3 separate regions of the Sus scrofa genome follow, and regions 1 and 3 are each linked to region 2. Evidence: chromatin contacts called from public HiChIP or PLAC-seq data. All regions are on one chromosome and are shown on one strand. Each heading gives the region's core, a stretch centred on a gene start, on an enhancer-like site or on the middle of the called end of the contact. The rest is flanking DNA. Distances are from core to core; before and after follow the strand shown. Region 1 holds the start of FAM76A (family with sequence similarity 76 member A). Region 2 holds the start of STX12 (syntaxin 12). Region 3 holds the start of IFI6 (interferon alpha-inducible protein 6).

Region 1 (2,754 bases), core at 223-2,722, 39 kb before region 2:
TTGGATATCAGGGAGAGTAATTTTGGGGAGGCAGGGATTTATAAGCCACAAATGCGCCCTCAGTTGCTGTGGAAAAAAAAAAAAGCACGTTGAGGTAAAATTGCAGTTAGTACTGTTCAAGCGGTTGGCAGAGCTAAACCTAATCTCAGCCTAAGAGCAGCTATAGGCAGAGACTTGGAAAGGTCAGCACTGCAGGAAGCTTTGCCAAAGCCTCAAGAACCAAAAGTATGGGAGTTCCTCTTGTGGTTCAGTGGTAAGGAAACCCACTAGTATCCATGAGGTTGCAGCTTCCATCCCTGGCCTTGCCCAGTGGGTTAAAGGATCCCATGTTGCCTCGAGCTGCGGTGTCGTTCCCAAACGCAGCTCAGATCTGGCATTACTGTGGTCGCGCGACTCGGATTCTTGACCCCTAGCCTGGGAACTTCAATAGGCCCTGGGTGTGGCCATAATAGGACAAAAACAAACAAGCAACAAAACAAACAAAAAACCACAAGTTTGCAATTCCTTGGACTACCCCTAGATGCCCCAGGCAGGGAGCAGTTAGGACACGTAGCTAGGATAGGAGGGCGTAGCTCGCCTTCCGGCCGGGCCTAACCAGGAAATGCCTGGCAGTTCAAGAAAGAAGCTGAGGGTGCGTCTGGATTAGACACAGTAGGAAGCAGGCCTCAGACCAGTTGCATCCCACTCTGACGGGGCCTCTGGGGCGCGAGGGCTCTCAGAGGTGGAAGGCTTCTCCTTAGTATCCGTCTTCTCCCTCCTAGAGGAGCTGTCATCACTCTAGCAGCCAGAAGGCCCTGTGTAGAAACAACACAGGGGTGCTCTCTCTGGGGCCACTCTATTTCTCTCTGCAGGTCAGCGACCCTAGAGTTTTCCGTTTTTAGGGGTCTCAGAGGGCACTCCTCTAAGTTGCCTCTCAGGGTTCCCTCCTGGCCCTCCAGTGGGAGGGCCGTGAGGGCCCCTCCTGCCCGGATGATGGAGGCTTCTTCTCACAAGCTCATCTTCACGCACCGGGTGGCGACAGAGGTCTGGTTCAACCATGCAACACACTCCACCCAACCCGCTGCCAGGGGGCAACTCCATGGAAACTGAAACCTCACAACTCCGTGGAGGTATCGCGAGAAGCGCGGTTGCGCCAGCGGCCGGGGAGAGGAGGAGCGAAGGCGGGAACCGAGAGCGAAGTGGGAGGAGTCTTAGGCGCTTCCGAGGTTCCCGGCGGGAGACCGTCCCTCCCAGCGGCGCCCCCGCGTGACTGCGCTTTACATAATCGAGGCCGCGCGCGTCATAAGTGGCGTACTCGAGTCCAGACCGAATCAGAGTCGTAAGAAGCTCCGTGTCCCGCCCCTTCGTGCTTGATAGACGTCTAAATGAACCAGTGAACGGGCGTTCAGCGCCGCCGCGCCCGCCCTGGTCCGCCCGCACCCGAGGGCCCGCCCGCCTGCCGCAGCCCGCAGCCTGCCGCCAGGTTGTACCTCAGACTGTCAGATAAAGCGGCGGGCCGGGCCGGCGGGGCGGTGAGCACGGCCCGGGCCGGACATGGCGGCGCTCTACGCCTGCACCAAGTGCCACCAGCGCTTCCCCTTCGAGGCGCTGTCTCAGGGGCAGCAGCTGTGCAAGGTGCGCGGGCTGGGGCGGCGGCCGGGAACTGGGACGCTGGAGGCGCGGCCCGGAGCTCCCGGTTCTGCGGGGACGCCCGGCGGGGTCCCTCGGGCAGGGCGTGGCTGGCTCACAGAACTGAGAAACCGTACCCGCCCCATTGGGGGTCGGCGAGGCATGTAGGGGAGATCCAGGCCCTATCCGGGCCCCCGCGGCGGGCGTGTCCGGGCGCTTAGCAACCGCGAGGGATTGTTCTCTGACCCTCCGAGGTCGGGGGAGGGGACAGCGGGTCCCCCTCACGCCCCTGACAAGCCGCGCCCTAGGTCGCTCTTGGGCTGGCTTCCCCGCTGCCGGGGTCTGCCTGGTTTCAGGCTTAGGGACCCCGTGCCTCGCCTGGGACTGAACTCCAGAGTTGGGTGCTGCCTGGGAGGATCGTCTCGAACTCGGGCGTCTCACGGGCACCTCTCAGCCAGTTTCGGAGTGGGACATAGTGAGGCTTTATAATAAAGCCCCACTGTCAAGCTCACGAGGCAAAAGGATGATTTTTCAGCATCTAGTTAGTGACCTTCGGTCCTCGCCCTAACCAGCCGCTGATCAGTTTTTACCCCGAAGGTCCAAGTTCTCTTTTTTCGTTTTAAGTTGCTTCATCTTGTTTTGCCTATTTAAATGAGTAGAGGTGTTGTGAGGATACAGTAAAAGTCACTAAGCCAACTGGAGAGTGATGTTGAGATATCCCCAAATAATCCAGAGTTTGTGTCTCTGGTATGGATAACTCATAATTGTATGTCATTATTGCCTCAAATAGCCAGGACTTCTTCACTTTTTGTTTACTATTTATGAGAGAACTCAAAAACTCAAATGTTTGAGTGCCTTTTTTGGACATATATATATATATACATGTATATTTAATCATGTGTTTGTGTGTGTGTATATATACATACATATGTATGTTTTTTAGGGCAGTTTTATGTTTGTGAGCAATAATGAATTTAATTCAGCACTTTGATTTCAAAAGTGAACCTGCTGAAAAGAATCACACAGTGGCAGAGGGAGAACCGGACTAGAATCCAGGGCTTCTGATTCCTAGTCTGTGACTTATTCATACTTTTGTTTCACAATTTATGACTAGTTCCATATAAATTCTTACTTAACTCCCACATC
Region 2 (2,700 bases), core at 140-2,639:
TTCACTTTTTTTAAATCTTTTTTTTTTTTTTGGTCATTTCTAAGGCCACACCAGTGGCATTTGGAGGTTTCCAGCCTAGGGGTCTAATTGGAGCTGTAGCTGCCGGCCATAGCCACAGCAACGCAGGATCTGAGCAGACCCTGTGACCTACGCCACAGCTCACGGCAGCACCAGATCCTTAACCCACTGAGTGGGGCCAGGGATCGAACCTGCAACCTCATGGTTCCTAGTCGGATTCGTTAACCACTGAGCCACACGGAAACTCCAAACTTCACTTTAAATAGAGTCAAATGTTAATGAAAACATTCTCAAGAAGATTTTATAGGTAAAAAAGTAAAATTTACATGATTTGCTATATGACATAAAACTATGGATTCTAAGAAATGGTAGGGTTTTAATAACCAGAATGAGAGCCCCTAAATGTCAAATGTCATCTGTCCTTTTCTAAAAAGAAAAAAACAAAACAAAACAAAACAAAAAACCTCTGTTACAAATGCTCTAACAGAAAATAGAGATAGCCTTGCTTACAAAAGTTCTAAGGCTGAATGCAGGCTCATTCACCCATTTGGGGTGTCCCCCCCAACTCAGGCAAGCAGCTTCCTGCCTTGGCTATTTCCCAGAGATAGTAAAGCAGACTTGGTGTGAGGTGCGGTGGAGAACACAGGAAACAAACACTGCCAGTTCGCCTTCACGTCTATCTTGATCTCCTCCCAAAGCAAAATCCTACCCCTGTATTTCCATTTATCATACGCTTACAAAATGCAGTCTTTTATGGGAACATTGAGGTCATTCACTCAAAATGCAAAAAAGGCAAAAAAAAAAAAAAAAAAAAAGAGAGAGAGAACAACTGAATTGCAGTGAGGGGTCACACATAATATGTGCTCAATAAATCTTACCATTATTATTATCGTTTTATTGTTTAGACTACGAGACTACAAGAGGGGTGGTAGAATGAGAGCGATTTGTAAACCATAAAAGTTCTCCACAAATCCTACCAAAGCCTTTGAGGCTGGAAGCAGAGTGAGGGATTTCAGGAGTTTGGTTACGCATCTGAGCTTCAAGGTTATCAAATTCTCCCATATTTGGGCCTGAAGTCTCAGAATAGAACAGAATAGGACGTTAGGGCTGAGATCATCTGGTACAATTTTATGCTAATCGAAAAATTCTTGCCTTCTTGTCACCGTGCCCTGGCGATAAACAACACCGCCACCCCAGATCCTCCAATCCGAGCCCCAAAGGTATGATGTCATCGCTCCGCCCTGCATCCCCAAGCCCCAGAGCGTCAGGTCTCCAAGCTACCCATCTCGGCACCAGTTCCAACAGCGCCTGCGCATTGTGGGGCCGGTCGGGTCGGGGACGGACGCGTGCGCGCCGCGAGGGGGCGGGGCTAGTGCGCACGCAGCTTCATCCCCTTCCCAGCCCTTTCTCTTCCCGGTTTCCCTGTCAGCCTGCGGGTCGGGTCTGGCGGCTGCTTCCGGTAGGAGCGCGGTGCAGGGCAAGTCGGTCTCGGCTCCTCGTCATGTCCTACGGTCCCCTAGACATGTACCGGAACCCGGGGGCCTCGGGGCCCCCGCTCCGGGACTTCAACAGCATCATCCAGACGTGCAGTGGCAACATCCAGCGGATCAGCCAAGCCAGTGAGCCGGGGTACCGGGCTGGGGGGCGGGGACCATCCTGGGGACAGGCCTGGGTGAGACTACCGGGACGCGGAGCCCGGCCAAGGCCACAGCCGAGGCCGTCTCGGGCCCTCCGCTCTGGGTGCGGCGGGCTGCCATCCTCGAGTCTGCCAGGCCCAGGCTCCCTGAGAGTCCCTAGCCCCAGCTGAAGCTCGAGTTTCTTCTCAAGAGTTTTGCCCTAAAGGTGTTGGGGCCAGGACTACAGTCCTGACAACTCCGGGGTGGGAGGGTGTATATGTGTCCTCTCCAGAGTACTAAGTGAGTCGACGTGGTGCAGTGGTCAGCCGAGTTTTTCCTGTCATCTGCCTCCCTCCACCCACCTCTCTTTCCTCTTTGGTCTGGGTCTGGAGTTGTTTACTGGTTTAGACTTTACTTTCTGCTCAGCTTCTGGCTTCTTGGACGTCAGCAGCTTTCAATTAAGGGAAGTGGAGAGTGCATATGTTTTGGTGATTTTAACCCAGTTCTTTCTGTAATGGATTTTGAAATCAGACACAATGACTTTAAGGGGTGAGATTCTGCTTTAATAAAGAGATTTCACCGAAAACATTTCAACTTACGTTGTCTTTGTAGCAAAAGATATGCATATATTTTTGGATTTCAAGCCAATGAGGGTTTTGTTTTCCTTCCCCATTTAGTTACTCTTTTGAACTAACATGAGACAGGCAAAGGGACTTAGTCTCCATCAGCTAGCAAGTAAGACATGGCAGAGTTGGTGGTGGATTTCAGAATGTCATTGCTTGTCTTAAAACTACACACCATCCAACATTAGGGTCTGAATGAGACTGCAGTTGAATGAGTCAAATACAAGCTATTTCTTGTGCCTGAAAATCAGCTCAGAACCTTGTAAACAAGAGGTCAGCAGCGACTATTTGGAAAGAATGGTATCATCATCATCCTTGTTTTTTATTGTGTTTTTGTGAGCTTGGTTGTCCTCTGTTAATAAGTAGAACTAGCTGGCCCTGAATTACAGTTATGTTCTATCTATCACTTTGCTTTAAATTTAAATGTATAATGTAGAATTTTG
Region 3 (2,700 bases), core at 104-2,603, 61 kb before region 2:
GCAATGCCAGATCCTTAACCCACTGAATCACCAGGGAACTCCTGATAGACTTATTCTTACAATGCATTGAATATTTACAGGCACCAAACACTGATCTCATATTCGTTTTTCAGAAAGAAAGGAGGGTAAAGGAGCTAGCCCAAGGTCACAGAGCAAATTGTGCAGCCTAGACACATCTCAGGTCTGTCAGAATCCAAAACCTATGCTATTTCCATGACACTACAAAATAGGAGAACACATATCCCCCCCAACTCTAATGTGATCTTTGTCTGCTTAATGCTTTTTCCTTGAATTAAAAACAAACAACAACAAAACCCCCAACAATTTCCCCTATGTTGAGTACTTACTTAGCACTTTCTGGCACAAAGTTATGTATACCCATAACAACCCCATGAAGTAGGTGCCGTTATTCTTTTTTTTTTTTTTTTTTGTCTTTTGCCATTTTCTTGGGCCGCTCCCACGGTATATGGAGGTTCCAGGCTAGGGGTCGAATCAGAGCTGTAGCCGCCAGCCTACGCCAGAGCCACAGCAACTTGGGATCGGAGCCGCGTCTGCAACCTACACCACAGCTCACGGCAATGCTGGATCCCTAACCCACTGAGCAAGGCCAGGGATCAAACCTGCAACCTCATGGTTCCTAGTAGGATTCGTTAACCATTGTGCCACGGCGGGAACTCGGGTGCCGTTATTCTCAACCACGTATTATACATAAGGAAACTCAAACTCAGAAAAGTAACACTCCCAGGCCTGCCCAGCTGTAGCAGAATCAGGATTTAAAGCCATAATTGACTGATGCCCAGACCCACACTTTGGAGGTTTACTTCAGATCCTGTCATCTATCCTCAAAGATAAACTCACTGTCACAGTAGATCCTAGGATAAAGGGCTTTCAGAGATCATCCAGTCCCTTGGGCAGGTAAAGTAGCTTGATCCTTATTTCACAGATGAGGAGTCAAAGGGACAGGATTAAGGCCATATACTGTTGACATGGCACCTATAAGCGAAGTCTCATAGCTCCTGCAGCTTAGCATCCCAACCCCTAAAAGCCCACCAACCCATGCCCTCAGACCAGTCTTAGTCCAGGACACTAAAGGGGACTCAATGGTGTAGCCTCCCTGAGGAATGGGCATCCTGGCCCTCATGGCCTGAGGCTCACAGGCAGGCAGCCTGACACCCACACCTTATAGCTTCTGGGTTTACCTTGAAGAGAGCAGAAAAGAAATCTTCTTGCCTGGAGCCTGCTGATAGATGGCAGTAGCAGTGAGATAACGGCTCTCAGGCTGGATTTTTATAATCCTTCCCACTGCTGTAACTCTCCTCCCCAAGTGGCCAATTGCTGTCAAGTTTCCAGTTTCAGTTTCCATTTCCAGGGTTCTACAGTGTCTTGTCTCCTCCCTACAGCTCTGCTCAGTGACAATATCTCTGCTGAGCTGCTTAGTGGCCAGACAGTATAATTCAAGCCAGTGACTTTCCAAACAGCTAAGAGTATTCAAAGCAGGTCACATTAGGGTGGGGTCCACAGCCCTGCAGGGCTTAGTGAAGCCAGACCACCAGCACCTCTTGGGGCACAAGGTCTTTCACAATTCGAGTCAATTAATAATAATGCCCACAAGAGTTTCCATTGTGTCTCAGTGGAAACAAATGCGACTAGGAACCATGAGGTTGCAGGTTTGATCCCTGGCCTCGCTAAGTGGGTTAAGTAGCCAGCGTTGCCATGAGCTATGGTGTAGGCCAACAGCTGCAGCTCCAATCCAACTCCTAGCCTGAGAACTTCCATATTCCATGGGTGCGTCCCTGAAAAAACAAAGTAATAATCATGCCTGCATTTATTGAGCACTTGCTGCATACAAGGGCCTGGAAAGAGATCCAATCCCACAAGTCTTGTGACTACCGTCATTTGTGTACAGACCTATTTTGCAGAGGAGATTAAAGCTTGTGGAAATGAAATCACTCCATTCCATTGTTCTCTCAGGCTGGCTGCTTCTGGGTGATGGGTATATGGTAAGACCGGTGACGCCCACGTTCAGAGGCCATTGCCACACATTTAATTTGCCATTAAAATGGGTCTTCTAGCCCTGGGTAATGGATTGCGCTTTCTTTCTTTCTTTCTTCCTTTCTCTCTCTCTTTTTTCTTTTTAGAGCCACACCCAAGGCATATGGAAGTTCCCAGGCTAGGGGTGGAATCAGAGCTGTAGCTGCCAGCCTACACCACAGCCACAGCAACACTGGATCTGAGCAGTATCTGTGACTGTTGCTTGCAGCAATGCCAGATCCTTAACCCGCTGAGCCAGGCCAGGGATCGAACCCGAATCTTCAGGAACACAATGTCAGGTCCTTAACCCGCTGAGCCACAACAGGATCTCCAGATTGAGTATTCTTTAAACTTTCAGATATTATTGCTTGCAGAACTAGAAGTACAATCCATATTTGGAGTACATAACAATTCCAGGAAAATGAATCATTGCTTTCTCCAAAGTGGAAGGGGACTGATGTAACTGACCTGCCACCACAGTGCTGGCTGCTCTCTCTGACCAATGTTGCTATGCTGCTGCCTGCTGCTGGCTGGTGGGCTATTTGTTGGCCATTGTTAGATCAGCCTTGGTGAAAGGGATGCCAAGTTGTTGGGTCCATTCATAGCCTCCATCCTTGCCACCATGGCCACCCTTTTATGAGTCTTTTGCAAAGTAGCAGGGTAACTAAG

What was found. HiChIP or PLAC-seq counts read pairs in DNA pulled down with a chosen protein or histone mark.
Region 1: a contact with region 2 is called in an H3K27ac HiChIP or PLAC-seq map of skeletal muscle. The contact joins the promoter of FAM76A here to the promoter of STX12 in region 2. A contact is called at or near these places in 1 of 5 promoter capture datasets (fetal liver), 11 of 47 Hi-C or Micro-C datasets (blood, brain, embryonic fibroblasts and 6 more) and 2 of 2 datasets of contacts at active chromatin or transcription factors (alveolar macrophages and skeletal muscle).
Region 3: an H3K27ac HiChIP or PLAC-seq map of alveolar macrophages shows a contact between it and region 2. The contact joins the promoter of IFI6 here to the promoter of STX12 in region 2. A contact is called at or near these places in 3 of 5 promoter capture datasets (fetal liver and liver), 12 of 47 Hi-C or Micro-C datasets (alveolar macrophages, blood, embryonic fibroblasts and 7 more) and 2 of 2 datasets of contacts at active chromatin or transcription factors (alveolar macrophages and skeletal muscle).

The regions. Positions count from the first base shown.
Region 1 is chr6:84,878,622-84,881,375 of Sscrofa11.1, forward strand. It overlaps FAM76A (family with sequence similarity 76 member A), which reads left to right and starts at 1,473. Exons shown (of 5, transcript NM_001243460.1): 1 at 1,473-1,614. The coding sequence starts at 1,534.
Region 2 is chr6:84,917,438-84,920,137 of Sscrofa11.1, forward strand. STX12 (syntaxin 12) reads left to right here and starts at 1,390. Exons shown (of 9, transcript NM_001243442.1): 1 at 1,390-1,637. The coding sequence starts at 1,520.
Region 3 is chr6:84,856,719-84,859,418 of Sscrofa11.1, forward strand. IFI6 (interferon alpha-inducible protein 6) reads right to left here and starts at 1,354. Exons shown (of 5, transcript XM_021095660.1): 1 at 1,200-1,354.